Regions from separate parts of the Mus musculus genome. Here all the other regions are linked to region 5. The links are chromatin contacts, called in public HiChIP or PLAC-seq and promoter capture Hi-C maps. All regions are on one chromosome and are shown on one strand. Each heading gives the region's core, a stretch centred on a gene start, on an enhancer-like site or on the middle of the called end of the contact. The rest is flanking DNA. Distances are from core to core; before and after follow the strand shown.

Evidence for each region. Promoter capture Hi-C pulls out the DNA fragments that hold promoters and counts their contacts. HiChIP or PLAC-seq counts read pairs in DNA pulled down with a chosen protein or histone mark. Capture Hi-C pulls out chosen DNA fragments and counts their contacts.
Region 1: an H3K27ac HiChIP or PLAC-seq map of cardiomyocytes shows a contact between it and region 5, with 3 times the contacts expected there. The contact joins the enhancer-like site here to the promoter of Fbxw11 in region 5. A contact is called at or near these places in 2 of 39 promoter capture datasets (the C10 cell line and cranial neural crest) and 15 of 115 datasets of contacts at active chromatin or transcription factors (astrocytes, cardiomyocytes, craniofacial prominence and 11 more).
Region 2: a contact with region 5 is called in a promoter capture Hi-C map of adipose tissue. The contact joins the promoter of Nprl3 here to the promoter of Fbxw11 in region 5. A contact is called at or near these places in 11 of 39 promoter capture datasets (the 3T3-L1 cell line, embryonic stem cells, frontonasal cranial neural crest and 6 more), 2 of 484 Hi-C or Micro-C datasets (both in embryonic stem cells), 2 of 115 datasets of contacts at active chromatin or transcription factors (embryonic stem cells and large pre-B cells) and 1 of 9 other capture datasets (adipose tissue).
Region 3: a contact with region 5 is called in a promoter capture Hi-C map of hematopoietic stem and progenitor cells. The contact joins the promoter of Snrnp25 here to the promoter of Fbxw11 in region 5. A contact is called at or near these places in 13 of 39 promoter capture datasets (the 3T3-L1 cell line, the C10 cell line, the HPC-7 cell line and 9 more), 4 of 484 Hi-C or Micro-C datasets (B cells, CD4 T cells, embryonic stem cells and 1 more) and 5 of 115 datasets of contacts at active chromatin or transcription factors (embryonic limb bud and embryonic stem cells).
Region 4: a promoter capture Hi-C map of hippocampal neurons shows a contact between it and region 5, with 2.8 times the contacts expected there. The contact joins the enhancer-like site here to the promoter of Fbxw11 in region 5. A contact is called at or near these places in 1 of 39 promoter capture datasets (hippocampal neurons), 2 of 484 Hi-C or Micro-C datasets (cerebellum and uterus) and 1 of 115 datasets of contacts at active chromatin or transcription factors (the NIH/3T3 cell line).

What each region holds. Positions count from the first base shown.
Region 1 is chr11:33,121,579-33,124,278 of GRCm38.p6, forward strand. All of the region lies in intron 4 of Fgf18 (fibroblast growth factor 18), which reads right to left. Among named protein-coding and RNA genes, the nearest start is that of Fgf18, 24 kb to the right of the region's middle. Within about 2 kb of position 1,348, at least 50 of the 459 cell types and tissues checked have an H3K27ac peak or open chromatin away from gene starts, as enhancers often do. A contact at or near this core is called in pancreatic cancer cells, where this site is marked.
Region 2 is chr11:32,266,291-32,268,990 of GRCm38.p6, forward strand. It overlaps Nprl3 (nitrogen permease regulator-like 3), which reads right to left and starts at 1,417. Exons shown (of 13, transcript NM_181569.3): 1 at 1,133-1,417. The coding sequence starts at 1,250. RefSeq lists enhancers at 2,493-2,700, 2,656-2,700.
Region 3 is chr11:32,203,997-32,206,696 of GRCm38.p6, forward strand. It overlaps Snrnp25 (small nuclear ribonucleoprotein 25 (U11/U12)), which reads left to right and starts at 1,419. Exons shown (of 5, transcript NM_030093.3): 1 at 1,419-1,667. The coding sequence starts at 1,626. It also overlaps a transcript of Il9r not described here.
Region 4 is chr11:32,940,201-32,942,900 of GRCm38.p6, forward strand. No RefSeq gene overlaps it. Among named protein-coding and RNA genes, the nearest start is that of Gm12111, 15 kb to the left of the region's middle. Within about 2 kb of position 1,326, at least 24 of the 459 cell types and tissues checked have an H3K27ac peak or open chromatin away from gene starts, as enhancers often do. A contact at or near this core is called in hippocampal neurons, where this site is marked.
Region 5 is chr11:32,641,169-32,643,868 of GRCm38.p6, forward strand. Fbxw11 (F-box and WD-40 domain protein 11) reads left to right here and starts at 1,387. Exons shown (of 13, transcript NM_001271347.1): 1 at 1,387-1,767. The coding sequence starts at 1,723.

The DNA of each region.
Region 1 (2,700 bases), core at 98-2,597, 480 kb after region 5:
CTGGGAGCAGGGCCACCAGAGCATGCAGGGCTCCAAGACAGATAGAGGAAATGAATGGCTCCCGTCAATGGCTAGTGCATCTGAAATAGCTGTTTTCAGGGCCCAAAGAGCACTGGCCAGGGATGTTCGAGGCTGGCACCTATAACCAGGAAAGAGGAAATACCTGCTAAGGTGTTCCATCTAAGGCAGCAGAGGTCAGAGTTGCCATGGGTGCAGAAGTAATGTCAAGTCCTGTCTTCAGGCTGGGGGTGTAGCTCAGTCCATATAGTGCCTACTTGACACGCACAGAACTCTGGGTGCATTCTCAGCACCACATGCACCAGGGGTGTTGGACATGCCCCCAGTCTCTGCGCTCGGGAGGTAGGAGGATCAGGAGCCTACGGTCCTCCTTGGCTACATAGGGAATTCCAGAGTCCCAGAATAGCCTTGGCTGGAGGAGACCATGTCTCAAAAAAATAAATAAAATAAAGTAAAATAAACCTATCTTCACAGGGGAAGGAGGAAGAGACAGTCAGGCAGAGCCTCCTTAAATGCTAGACTGAGTCTCCCTTACAAAGCCCCAAGGTTCAGTGAGACTGAGACAGGGTATCAATCCCCCTGGCATCGGTCCTACAGGAGGCTGAGAGCAAGAGCCAATCTAGGCCCTCTGTTGCTTTTGCACACCTCAGGTTCTTTATGAGCTCAGCAAGTGGGGGTCTGGAGGGTGGGGGTGGGGCATAGACGGCTGAGGGAGGACAGTGAGCTAGCTAGGGGCTAGCTAAATCTAGAGACCACTGAAGGTGAGCCAAGAAGAAGGGTCCATGGAGAGAGCAGGGTAGGGCTGTAATGGCTCATGCTTGAAGCCCTAAGTCCACATCTTGGAGATGGTGTGAGCAGCACAAAGAACCCAAACTGAGCCCTAAACTGGTCCAGGGAGGAAGAGAAGATAGATCAGTTGGAACCTGAAGCTTCCCAAGCAGGCGATGAAGGTTGGGGCAGCAATATGTGGAAAGAGCTGAGGGGTAAGCCCAGGTTGTATAGGAGAGACACACCCAGCCATCAAAGAGGGGACTCCCCACACAGTCTGGGTGAGCAGGGAGGGGCCACCGACAGCCTACCAAAAGCATGATTCCCACCCCACCCAGCACAGGGATGGGGGCCACCAAGCCTCTGTGTCCAGAAGGGTGGCCAAGGCAGCTGGGCTGGAAGGAGGGTGCAGAGGTGGAGGCAGGGGATAGGGCCCGCTTCGCTGCTGTGCCTTGAGCCAGCTGAACCGTCACCAATATTAATGACGGGAGAGAGGGCAAGGGGGCAGGAAATCGGAGCCGGCTCCCTTGGAAGCGGTGACTCAGCGGCCAGCCGGCAGGAGGCGGCGGGGGCTGCAGCCAGTGGGGACTGGGCGCTCTCCTGACCCCGCGATGGCACTCCTGGGGGTCAGGATACCGGGAAGAGCGCAGGCAGGAGGCGGCACTAGGCGGCACCGGACTTCGCGCGGGGGGCACAGAGCACAGAGGGAGCAAAGGAGAAAAGCGAGTCTCAAACTCAAAGCAGGTTGGTCTGGGAGGAGGCCCAGGCGGGCAGGAGAACAAAGCGCCTGACGCGGGGCTGGGCAGCCGCCGCAGGAAACTGCTGGCCAAGACGGGGACGGGCCAGGCCAGGGGACCAGACACCCGCCCCTGCCCGCCGTCCCAGCCGCTGAGGGACCCCCTCGCCGACCGGCCTGCGACGGCGGAAAGTGAATCACTAATTGAAACCACTCCTAGGCATCCGACGCTCTGCGGATTACTATTATTTTGCAGTTTGGGTTGGTATGGGTGTGTGGTTGGAATCTGTCCCTTCCAAACCCGGCTTTGAATCCCGCCTAGCTCTAGTATGGGACGTGGGACAAGTGCCCAGGAATGTGGCCAACCCTCAGCTTTCCCACCTGTGAAATGGGAATGGTAGTGGTGCCAACCTGTCAAAATTATCTGCAGTTATTTTTTTTTTTTGCCCAATGCCTGGGAGATAGTAGGTGCTCAATTAAAGGAAGCAGTTATTATTTATGTGACATTTCCTTGGTCCTCAACCCAGGGATAAGGGACCAAAGAGCAGAGCTAAAGGCTCAAGAAATCAAATACCACTTCAACAGGACTGACCATTCTCCCGTTATCTTGAGTATAATGGAATCAATTTTCCCAGCACAAGTTCCTAAGCAGCGGCCCATTTCCCATGCCACCTGTCCCAACTGACTTCACTCTCAGTTCAGTATAGAAGCAGAGAGAGTCCTTACAAAGAGCAGAGGGCAGAGAGATGACTTAGCAATAGAGCTACGGTGAGTGGCAAGTTCCTCTTGAACCTTTGGGAGAAACGTACTCAGTACCTTCATGAACAAGCACATGAGGATATAAAGAGATGAAAGGCAGCCTTCAGGGAGTATCCAAGCCCGGCAAGTGAGTATACATACACACAAATGCACACATATGCATGCACATGGATGCAAACACAAGCACACACATGCACACACACACATGTATGTGCACATACTAACATACACTACTGTGTCACATGCAGCTTTCTGGCCTGTTCCAAAGTAATAAAATCTTCCTGAACCGCTAGAACCGTGGGCCCAGCTGAGGGACGACTGCTTTCGGGGAGCTGGAGGAGGCACAGCGGGCGGGTGGGAGGGCGGCGCAGGCGGGCCAAGGTGGCTGCAGCTGATGCTGGGAACCCCTGGTGAGTATT
Region 2 (2,700 bases), core at 167-2,666, 370 kb before region 5:
ACTGAAAACTACTGCCCTCAACAGGGGCTGGACGAATAAACCAGAGTACGCTCATCTCATGGACTTCACTGCAGTCATTAATAAGAACAAGGTGGCTGGCGGCGGTGGTGGCCCAGGCCTTTAGTCCCAGGACTCAGGAGGCAGAGGCAGGCAAATCTCTGAGTTCAAGGCCAGCCTGGTCTACAGAGTGAGTTTCAGGACAGCCAGGACTACACAGGAAACCTGTCTCAGGGTGAGGTTGAACCTGTTTAAGACATAGACATAAAGTACAGAAGAAAATGAGCAAAAAGACCATCCGGTCTATTTCAATATATATATATATATATATATATATATATATATATATATATATATATATATCAGGGAAAAAATGGGCCATGTAGTTCCTTTTGTACTTGGAATGTGTGCTTTGCTTGTGTATAAACAGATTTGGAAAATGGTGACGATAGTTGCCCTTTAGGGGGATGAGGGAGGGGGTTCTGAGAGCTTGGTACCATCTTTATGTTTTTATAACTTAAAACCCTTTGTATTATATTAGCGAGCTTTAAAGAACACTGCCTACAGAGGCAGGCTATGCCTGATCCATGCAGCAGTGTACTGCGACTAGACAGGAGTTATGTGCTCAATAACTCCAAGAACCTTCAAGGCGGATGCTACAAAATAACAAATGAGTGTCCTGAGATTCTCTGAGGGGCTCGGGGAAAGGATGATGCTGTATTTTATTTTTTGGTGGGTACACTTTCAGAGTTTATATACAGGAGGGATGATTATCAAGATGGTGAGCAGTTATCCACAATGGGCATGGACCAGAGTTCAAGATCAACTTCAGACCTTAAAGTCGCTTATATTTTCTAAAATAACTTATAAATTCGTGTCTGTGCTTGTAAAATCTGGTGTCTTTCTGGATTTGTCTGGAGAAATGGCTGGCCTTGGGCTCATGGCAATACCCCGGCCTCCGCGTCCGGGGCGCTGGGATCCCAGATGCGCACCACTGCTGGAGCTGGCAATTCTTACGCATTTTTATTTCATGGGCTGGAGACTCAGGAGTCGTGCCGCGGCCCCTCTCCTCCTCCTCCTCCTCCGCACTGTGCACTGCGCGTGGCGGGGCGGGTGACCGCCAGGAGCCACTTACTTGTCTGGGACGCGGGGTGCTCCTGGCTCCTCTGGAAGGGGTACCTGAAGAGCAGCTTATTGCCCCTGCTGCCCGAGCTCACCAGGATCACGCTGATGGGGCTGGTATTGTCCCCCATCCTGCGGGAGCCCGGGCGTGCGCCTGAGAGGAACTCGCGTAGGGACCGCAAAAGCCGAAGGCAGGCGCCGGGCCCGCAGGGACACGGAGGAAGCCGGCACCTCGGCCTCGGCGCTCACTCTCGCGAGACTTCGCCGAGCGGCGCTCCACAGCCCCCGCGCATGCCCGGACAGGCGACTGCGCCGGCGCGACGCCTTGGCTGCACTCTAGTAGCTCGCTAGGGAAAGCTGTCTGCAGTTTAAAGTCATACACTTGATTTAACCAGAGCGTATAAACTTTAAACTGTAAGAAAGGCAGGAGCGGTGGTCTGGATTGTACTAGCCTGCTCATCACATAACAATCATGTTTTCAAACTTTACAAAGAGAGAAAATAGTCGTATTTCAACCTCCCCCTCCCCGCCCCCCAACTATTACTCAATGAGAAGGTACCATTTGAATATTTGCCAGTGTCTGAGAGTTGCACTTATGTTTGCCTTTTGATGGTTTGGATGTGTGATGTGAAAGGAATGACTTTAACTCATTTTGCAAGCCTTTATCCCAGTCATGTGTGATTTGAGTGTTGTGTGAGGTCAGGAGTAGGAAGGGGCTGGGAGGGAAGCAGACAGAGAGATGGAACCAGGTGCCTGGGATGGGTCGTGGGACCTTCCCACGGAACCAGCGGGAGTGCATAGGGACCGGGGCACTTGAGCCAGGCAGGACTGTGGTCCAGGTTTTCCCTCTTACTCCCCCGGGCCATTCTGCCACTTGATTAGCCAGAGCCTTGGGACCCCAGTGGTTGCCTCTGAGATAGGAAGACCTAAACCAAGGAGCCCAGAGTTTCCCCAACTATGATCTCTGGACCCATTTTTTGCCAGCAACCTTCACAGGAGTATTCACAGTATAATTTTCTATGTAATTAATAGTGACAGCCAGGCTCAGTGGTGGAGACCTGTATTTCCAGCTACTAGGGAGACTAGGGTAGCAGGATAGGAAGTTAAAGCCAGGCAGGGCAACTCATTGAGGCCTTCTCAAAAAGGGAAAGAGATGTTGCTTGCTAGTGAGCACTTGACATTATATACGAGGCCCTGGGTTCAATCTTTTCTACCGTCACTAGCTCTGAAATGGACGTGGTAATAATGCTGCGTGTGGGGGAAATGATGAGATCCCAGTCTACAGAAGTCCACTGTACTCCCCTCTGAGGCTGCCTTACCCAATACTGACAGCACTGGATAGGAGAACCCAGGACTAACTAACCTGGGATGCATCACCTCAACTCCCAAGGTGTCCACATCATTGTGAAGAAATACCATCAGCTATTCCAGAAATCAAAACGTAGGTCACACCGTGGACTCCACTGGGGACCCCAGTTTCCCCGCCAGAAGCTGGATTTGAGCTGTTGTGAAGGAGCAGAGCCAGCCTGAGCTCTGCAGGCCATACCTTCCGACTCTGATGTTAAAGTCTTACAGAAGAGA
Region 3 (2,700 bases), core at 169-2,668, 440 kb before region 5:
GAGAAAGGGTCTCACTATGTAACCTGTTCCTCTTACTTTCTTCTTTATCTCTGCTGTGCAACTCTCCTGGGCTTTAAACCCTTTCTCCTGCCTCAGTCTCTCCAAGTGCTAGGATTTTCTCCAAGTGCGTACAACAAGCTTGGCATAGGGGATAAGAGTTTTAAGTAGGATAACCATGATTGAGGGAGGGAGGGAGGGAGGGAGGGAGGGAGAGAGGGAGGGAGGGAGAGGGAGGAGAGGGAGAGAGAGAGAGAGGGAGGGAGGGAGAGAGAGAGAGAGAGAGAGAGAGAGAGAGAGACACGGTTGTTGTTCTTCCAGAGGGCCAAATTTGATTCCCAGCACTCACACGATGTTTCTCAGTGCCCAGAAGAAATACACGCCGAAAATGACCCATACACATAGGATTTTAAAAATGAGGCAAGTGATTAAAGTAGCTATCCAGGGAATGTGACGGGAGCAAAGAAAAAAGAAAAAGCCCACAGTGCTGCCTACACAGCGTCCTCATAAGAACAGTTGTTACAGGGACTGGTGGTGTAAAAGAACACGAGGACTAGAGATCAGCGCATGGCAAGGCTGCCCTTGACAGCTCCGAGGACCACAGGTCCCGCCTAGATTTGTTTTGTTTAGACAACTTCCCTCTGTAGTCCCTGCTCTCCCATACAGACCTAGCTCTCGATTCAGATCCAACTGCCTCTGCCTCCTGTGTGCTGAGATTAAAGGTGTGTGCCACCAAGCCAAAGCTTCACTTCACTTTTTATTCTATTTGTGTGTGTGTGTGTGTTGGAGTTGGAGTTGGTTTTTGTGCGGGGAGGGGGTTGGTGGGTTTTTTGGTTGGTTGGTTGGTTGGATTTTTGAGACAGGGTTTCTCTGTATAGCCCTGGCTGTTCTGGAACTCACTCTGGCCAGGCTGGCCTCGAACTCAGAGATCCGCCTGCCTCTGCCTACCAAGCGCTGGGATTAAAGGCGTGCACCATCATGCCCGGCTTCCACCTTACTTTAAAGTGGACCTTTTAGGCAATTTTTTGGAATGGAGCCCATGGCATAATCTCAAGTGACTGCGAAGCGACCTGGCTGGGGCAACAGCACGCGAGTGGCAACGGCAGGCCCCAGGCAGCAGGAGGCGCCCGCCTCCCAGCGTCACCTTGTTGGGTGATGCCGTGCACGGGGACAGGTGTCTTGCGCGAAACGATAGCAACGCTGGCCTTCCTTGACAACCAGCCCAGACCGAAGAGAAGCTCAGCAGCGGGGAACAGAATAGCTCGTAGCTCCCGCGCCGCTCGCACCACCAACGTGACCTGCTCTATCCAGCCAATAACCTGCTGTCTGCACGCTCCCAGCCTCCCGAAGACTCGCACATTTCATTGGCTACTGAAGCCACGCAGTATACCATTGGCTAAGCTATCTCGTCGGGGCGGGACACAATCACTGCGCACGCGCCTTTTGCTTATCAACCTGGAAGGCAGGGCAGGCTGGAGGAGCGCCGGAAAGCAACACTAGTCTAGTAGTAGGCAGTCCTGGAGGACCCGGAGGCTGAGGATCGGCCGGAGGTGCCGGAGGACGACGAGGATGATGAGGAGACATTGCCCCATTCCGAGGCTGTGGACGTGTTCCAAGAAGGTCTCGCCATGGTGGTGCAAGACCCGCTGCTCTGCGACCTTCCGATCCAGGTGCGAGACAGGGCTCTGGGGTGTGGATGGGCGCTGGTGGTCCCACCAGAGAAAGACGCTTCTGCGCATAAGTGGAACGCTTAGGGTGAGGAGCCCCTCTGAGCCGTGAAGTTTGAATTAAACAAACACTAAGATATGAACTCAGGATGAGTGTGACAAGTCTTTTCCTTTTGCCTGAAACTTCAGTATGCGTGACTTAGTAGTTAATGTATTCTTTAACCTTGCCAATCAAAGGTGTTTTTATTTAACGTCTGTGTGCGCACAGAACTGGGAGCCAAACTGAGAACCTTTCGAATGCTAAATAAGTGCTCTACCACTGAGTTACACAAGTTTATTTGTACTTCCCTCTGTGTTTTATTAAAACATCTCTTGTCTGGCCAGACCTTTAATCTCAGCACCCGGGATGCCGAGGCAAGGGAATCTCTGTGAGTTTGAGGCCAGCCTGATACATTGAGAGCTCCAGGCCAGCCAAGGGTCTGGAGTAGTGGGTCTCTGCCTCAAAACAAACAAAAGACATTTTGTTATCAAAGGTTTTAGGTAGCCGGTCAGTTGCACCCTGGACCTGAGGTACAGGCCTGGAGCCTCTTGATACAATACTCTCAGGATCGCCAGGCCCAGTGTTAATTGAAAATCCTAACACACAATAGGTGTCTTAGTCAGAGTTTTACTGCTGTGAACAGACAGTGTGACCAAGGCAACTCCTTTTTTTTTTTTTTCCTTTAAAGTTTATTCAATACAACCTAATCTCCAACTTCACTGAGGTGGCTGACCACGTGGACTCTTATAAGGACATTTAATTGGGGCTGGCTTACATGTTCAGAGGTTCAGTCCATTATCATCAAGGCAAGAGCATGGCAGCATCTAGGCAGGCATGGTGCAGGGGGAGCTGAGAGTTCTACATCTTCATCTGAAAGCTGCTAGCAGAATATTGGCAGCAAGGATGAGGGTCTTAAAGCCCAAGCCCATAGTGACACACCTACTCCAGCAAGCTACACCTATTGTAACTGGGCCACACCTTCTAATAGTGCCACAC
Region 4 (2,700 bases), core at 76-2,575, 300 kb after region 5:
CAGGGTTCTCACAGACAGATGGGAAGTTCAGGTTGCCCCAGGACCCAAACCAAGCACGTGAGTTCTCATCAGTCATGGACTCTGGGGTTCATGCAGTCTGAGATGGGTCCTGGGAATTTCCTTGGTAAACTAACATCCCAGTGGGCCATATGTTCTATTGAGAACCCCTAGAAAACCGTTCTGTATAAGAAAGACATTTGGCTCTTTCACAGAGAGAGAAAGTGGGGTTCAGTAAGGTAAAAGGAGCTCCCCCAAGACACAGAGGTGTAATTAGCCAGGCTGGGATTTGACACAGGCTTCCCCTGGTTCTAACATCTTATGAAGGAACCACATTTGGAGATGTTTTCCCTCGGAGGGCAGCTTCCACCTGCGGCAAACCTTCCTGGCTCTCCTGTGGCCTGTCACCTCTCACATGTCATGCTCTACCCAAAGAGAACATGGCGAGCTGAGGTGTGACTCACTGAGCACATGTATGAGACCCTGGGCTTTGTGCTCAGTGCTACATAGAATAGCACGTGTCAGCAGAAGGTATGTGGAACAAGAGAGGTTTGGGGCTCCATCAATGATGCTCGGGTACCACACCACTGAGCAGCTAGCTATTCAGCCTCCCCAAGCCTTGGTTGTCTTGTCCTGGGGTCTGAATGTCTTCCATTGACCAGCCTGCTTTCCTCTGCCTGACTCACCGATACCCTCGTCTCCAATGGGACAAAAGGAGAACAACAGCTGACGACAGAGGGGACCCAGGTCAGAGTATCACCCCCACTTCATCAATGAGGCAGTGACTCAGTATTCCAAGGGCGCAGCAACTGTCCATTGCCTCTGCCTGATATCTCTGCATCCCAGGGTTTGCGCACACCCCCCCCCCCCCCCCCCCCCCGCCACTGCCCGGCACGTGGCTGTCCTTGAAGGAAATAGCCTTCCCTGTTGCTAACTCCTCACTGACAGTCTTATCTTCAGGAAACCCTCTGGGCCCTGATTGTAACATTCACTTTCCTCGTCTACAGCAAGGGTACTCCATCTTATATTAACAAAATATGGTGTGGAGCCAACCCTGGCCCACAGCCTATTTGTATAAATAAAGCTTTATTGGAATGCAGTCTTGTCCATTCATTTATGTTTAGTCTGTGGCTGCTTTCATGTACAATGGTAGATTGAAATAGCCGCTCCAGGGACCATTTGGCCTTCGAGCCTAAACTTTTGATGGCCCAGCCTTTCACAGGAAGCTTGCCAAGCCTTGAGCTCTATTTTGGGGTAAGATAGTTGGTGACAAACCCTTGATACTAGGCCTGGCACACAGGAAACTGTCAATCAGGCCTGGCTCTTCTTGCCTGAGTTCAGTGGCAGCCATGTGTATTATCTGAGCCAGGGAAAATGGGAGCTGGAGTGTAGGCTGAGGGGGAGGGCAACCATCTGTTTCATAGGATGCTGGGTCACAAAAATCCTCTATACAGCAAGGTTCCCAGGTGGCTCTCTACTTCCTGAGCAGGAATCTGCTCTTCTCATTCTTCTTCTTGGACCCCTAGCTGCAAGTTCCAGTGGGGCCAGCATCCATAAATGTTTGCTGTTGGATGAATAAACCTAATTAACCACCCATTGGTCGGGGTGGAACTTCACAGAGACTCAGCTTTTTATGCAAATCAGACTCCATTCCAGGATGCTGCAGCTGCAGCTTTCTTTCCAGCAAGGCTTTCTGCAATCCAATCTCTGCTCCTAGTTAGTATTGCTGCCTCCATTTTCTCTCTCTGACCTTCTACCTTCAGACTCACCTGCTTCCAGCTGCCTCTGCTTCTTCGCCTCCGAAGTCACCTTTCCAATTCTTGAGTATCATCTGGCTTCTCTCGTTCTAGGAAGCTGCCTATAGCTCCAGTTACCTACCTGCATCTTCCACTTGGTAGCCAGAGCGCCAGAGCGCATGCCCTGTGTAACCCCAGCAGTCCATCCTGCTCCATCTTTCCTTTCAGCTCTCCCTTACAATGTTCCAGCACACCACCGTCTGGTCTTTCTGGGATCCCTAGCAACATCTTTGTGGCTCCCAACCCCCCCCCCCCTGCCCAAAGCACTCACCTCCGTATACCCCCCTCCCCCCACTGCTCTCTGGGCTTTACCTTCCCAGGGAGCAGAATCACACTCCTCCAAAGCTGTTTCTCTTGGATTTCCCAAAACATTACACTGTTGTCTTGAAAAAACTTGATTTTGTCTGCTTGGCTATTGCCTTCCCATGCTGGACCATAGATGTGGACGTCTAGATGAGGGTTCAGCCCTGGATTCAGAGAACAGCAGGTACTTAAGCTGTGGAGGCTCCTGCCTCTGTCAACTCAGGACCTTTCTGCCTCTTTGCCCTTTGGCATCCTGCCGGGCACACACTTGGTCCTCGAGAAAGATGGATCCAACATTCATGAATTCAACCCACATCTGATCAACACTACTCAGAGAAAAGCTGTGCTTGCTCTGAACCTGTAGAAACCCTTTTCTCCTCCAGCTATTCAACAGTGTCGAATAGCATTGTATTAAACCTGTAAGCAACCCAAAAGGTTGCAAGTCTACAGAAGCTGTGTGTAAGTGCCCGGCAAGGGCTACACAAGGGACCTTGGAGTTGCACAGCAAGCATGGGGATACTGATGGGAAACTTCCCATGACCAAGTCTTCCAGGCCTTAGAAAGGTCCCTCATCTGAGTCTGTCATTTTGTCATTGTAGCTACT
Region 5 (2,700 bases), core at 137-2,636:
AATCGTTAGAGTACTAAGTCATCCTCTTTACAGGGGCAAAGAATTGAAACAAACTTGAGAAGCAGGCAAGCAGGCACTGCTACTGTGAAGTGGGCTGGGTACAATGAGCCAGGCCCTTGAGACACTTTATAACAGCTCTGACTGCCAGGTCTCCTGTAAACATAAACAACTTAACAGTCCGTCAACATTAGACAAGGCCATTCTGTGGCCTTAGCTTATGGATCAAGACAAAAACAAGACCACCCCATAATCATTTGTGAACACAGATAAAACATGGACATTGTCCAAGTCCCTGAAACACAGCTACAAGACTAAACACTTGAATCTGGCTAACAGGAGAGGCTGTCAACAATTACTGGATTAGTTTTAATCTAATATAACTTCCCATAGATAAGGCTGAGGTGCCCAGTCTTATACCCCCACTTCCCGGCAGTATCTGCTCCAAAGCCCCTTCAAATCCTTTTCTACATTACCTAAGGTCTCTTACTGAGACGTCCCTGCTTCATCATGGTGTATGTTCATTTCTACTTCAGCTAGGAAAAAACCCACCTTGTTCAACTATCAGCGTGTTCCTGGGGGCTTTTGGTTCGAGGGTATTGACAGACTTGGAAGTCACAAGGAGTTAGAGGTTCTCTGAAGTCTCTAGATGCGTTTCTTCATATCATTTCTAACTCTTAGTCAATGTCTGCTGTCTTCCCACTAGAATTAAGCTGAATAAGAACAGAGGTCTCTCCGGTCATTCCCAGTGCTTAGGGCAGTACTAGTAGAAACTGAATGCTTAAAAATAAGTGTCTTCGGCCGGGCGGTGGTGGCGCACGCCTTTGAGGAGGTGGAGGCAGGCAGATTTCTGAGTTCGAGGACAGCCTGGTCTACAAAGTGAGTTCCAGGACAGCCAGGTATACAGAGAAACCCTGTCTCGGAAAAAAAAAAAAGTGTCTTCAAAATGTATAGCTTCTTTCTCATGGCTCAGCTCCTCCCAGTCAGTGTGGCAGATCTCCACACACCGCTTTCCCAGCTCAGTCTCCAAACTCTTAGATGCCCATCTTCCTTTAATTGTGTCTTCGACCTCGCGGGCCCCCTCCCACACTTCCTAGTGCAACCTGGGACCCACCTGTCTCCACCATCTGTCCCTACCAAATGCAACACACACGGAACGGCAGCGCTGCAGCCTAGACGACTAGTGGGCACCGCAGACACCCACTGCGCATGTGCGGAGATCGCTCGCTCGCACTGCAAAGATCTCCGACAAGTGAGGAGTTGCCTCGGAGTTTCCGTCCAGGTCCGTGCGGCTACGGGCTGCCAGGAAGTCAGGAACGACCAACCGGAAGAAGACCTCGCGCGCGAGGATTTCTGGGACAAGTAGTCGCGGCGCTCGCGAGGCCCTATCGCGAGCAAGCCCTAGATACTCCAGCTCTGCACGTCCGGCACTCACAGCCCTGCGCTCCCCTAGGTGCTCTCTCCGGTGGCAGAAGCCGGCAGATTGGACCAAGCGGCTTCTTGCTCCCACAAAGCTGCGCGAGCCGCCGCGGCTGCCGGGAGTTGTAGTCTTCGCTGTGCGTCCTGCGTCGGCCGAGGGTGAGGGCGGAGCTGCGGGCGGCCCGGGCGGGCTGGCAGCTAGAGTGGGTGCGAGAGCTGCCTCCACCGCCGCCGCCGCCACCGCCTCCTCCGCCCGGGCCGATCGCTGCTGAGCGGAGAGAGCGAGGCGGGGCCGCCGGGGCCGCCATGGAGCCCGACTCGGTGATTGAAGACAAGACCATCGAGCTCATGGTGAGTGCGGCCCACTGGCCTTCAGTTCTTCCGGCCGGCCGGCGGCCGGGGGGCCTGCCCACCCCGGCGTCCGCGCCAGGCCAGCCCTCGTTCCCCGCCGCCTGGGCCCGGCCGCCCCCCTGCTATGGCTCGTTGCTGACGCTTCGCGCTCTTGGGCCGGCACGGCCTCCACTCCCCGCGGCTCCCCCAACCCCCTCCTTGCCGGGCTCCGGCCAGTCTCCGGCGCCCCAGCCTCGCTCCTGCCGGAGCCACTGCTCACTCTTGCCTTGCCATCACACTCTGTTTTTAGAAGGGGATTTCTTTTTCCCTTCCCTGGATTCCTCTGGCCGGGCCTGCATCGCGCCTCCCAGCCTCGCTCAAGCTGAGGGTGATGGTGGTGGAAGGGAGTCCGAGACCAGTTGGAGCCGCTTCGGCCTCCATAACCTAGGCGCGGGGGGTGGGGTGGGGTGGGGTGGGGTGGGTGGTAGGGGTGGGTCTCAGCACCCTCGCCCCAAGCTACCGCTGTATGGATGCCAGGATAGCCCCATTGGACTGGGATGTTGGGGGTGCCTACGAGTCTGAGGCTGTTCCGGATAAGGGGCCTATTTTCCGGGCCCCTGCGGTGTCAGGCTTCTTGGACAAAGGGTTTCCTACCCTGCCGTGAAGGATGTTTGTATAGCAAGGCCCTAGGTACTCTTGAATTCCATCCCCCAGGAAAGGGAAACCATAACTTTTATCATTTGGGAAATGAGAGGGGAGGGAGAAGAGGTCGCGCTCATCACTGCCACCCTCTCTTATTTTAATAATAAAAAATGGGAGGGGGGTTTCTTGGCCCACGGATAAGCAGCGATCCCTGTACTGTTAGGAACCATTGGTAGCCAGCCTGGTCAGGTCTCCCCGGACACCCCTAACCCGTTTCTGACCTCAGACTTGGTGCTAGAAAGGTTTTTGGAA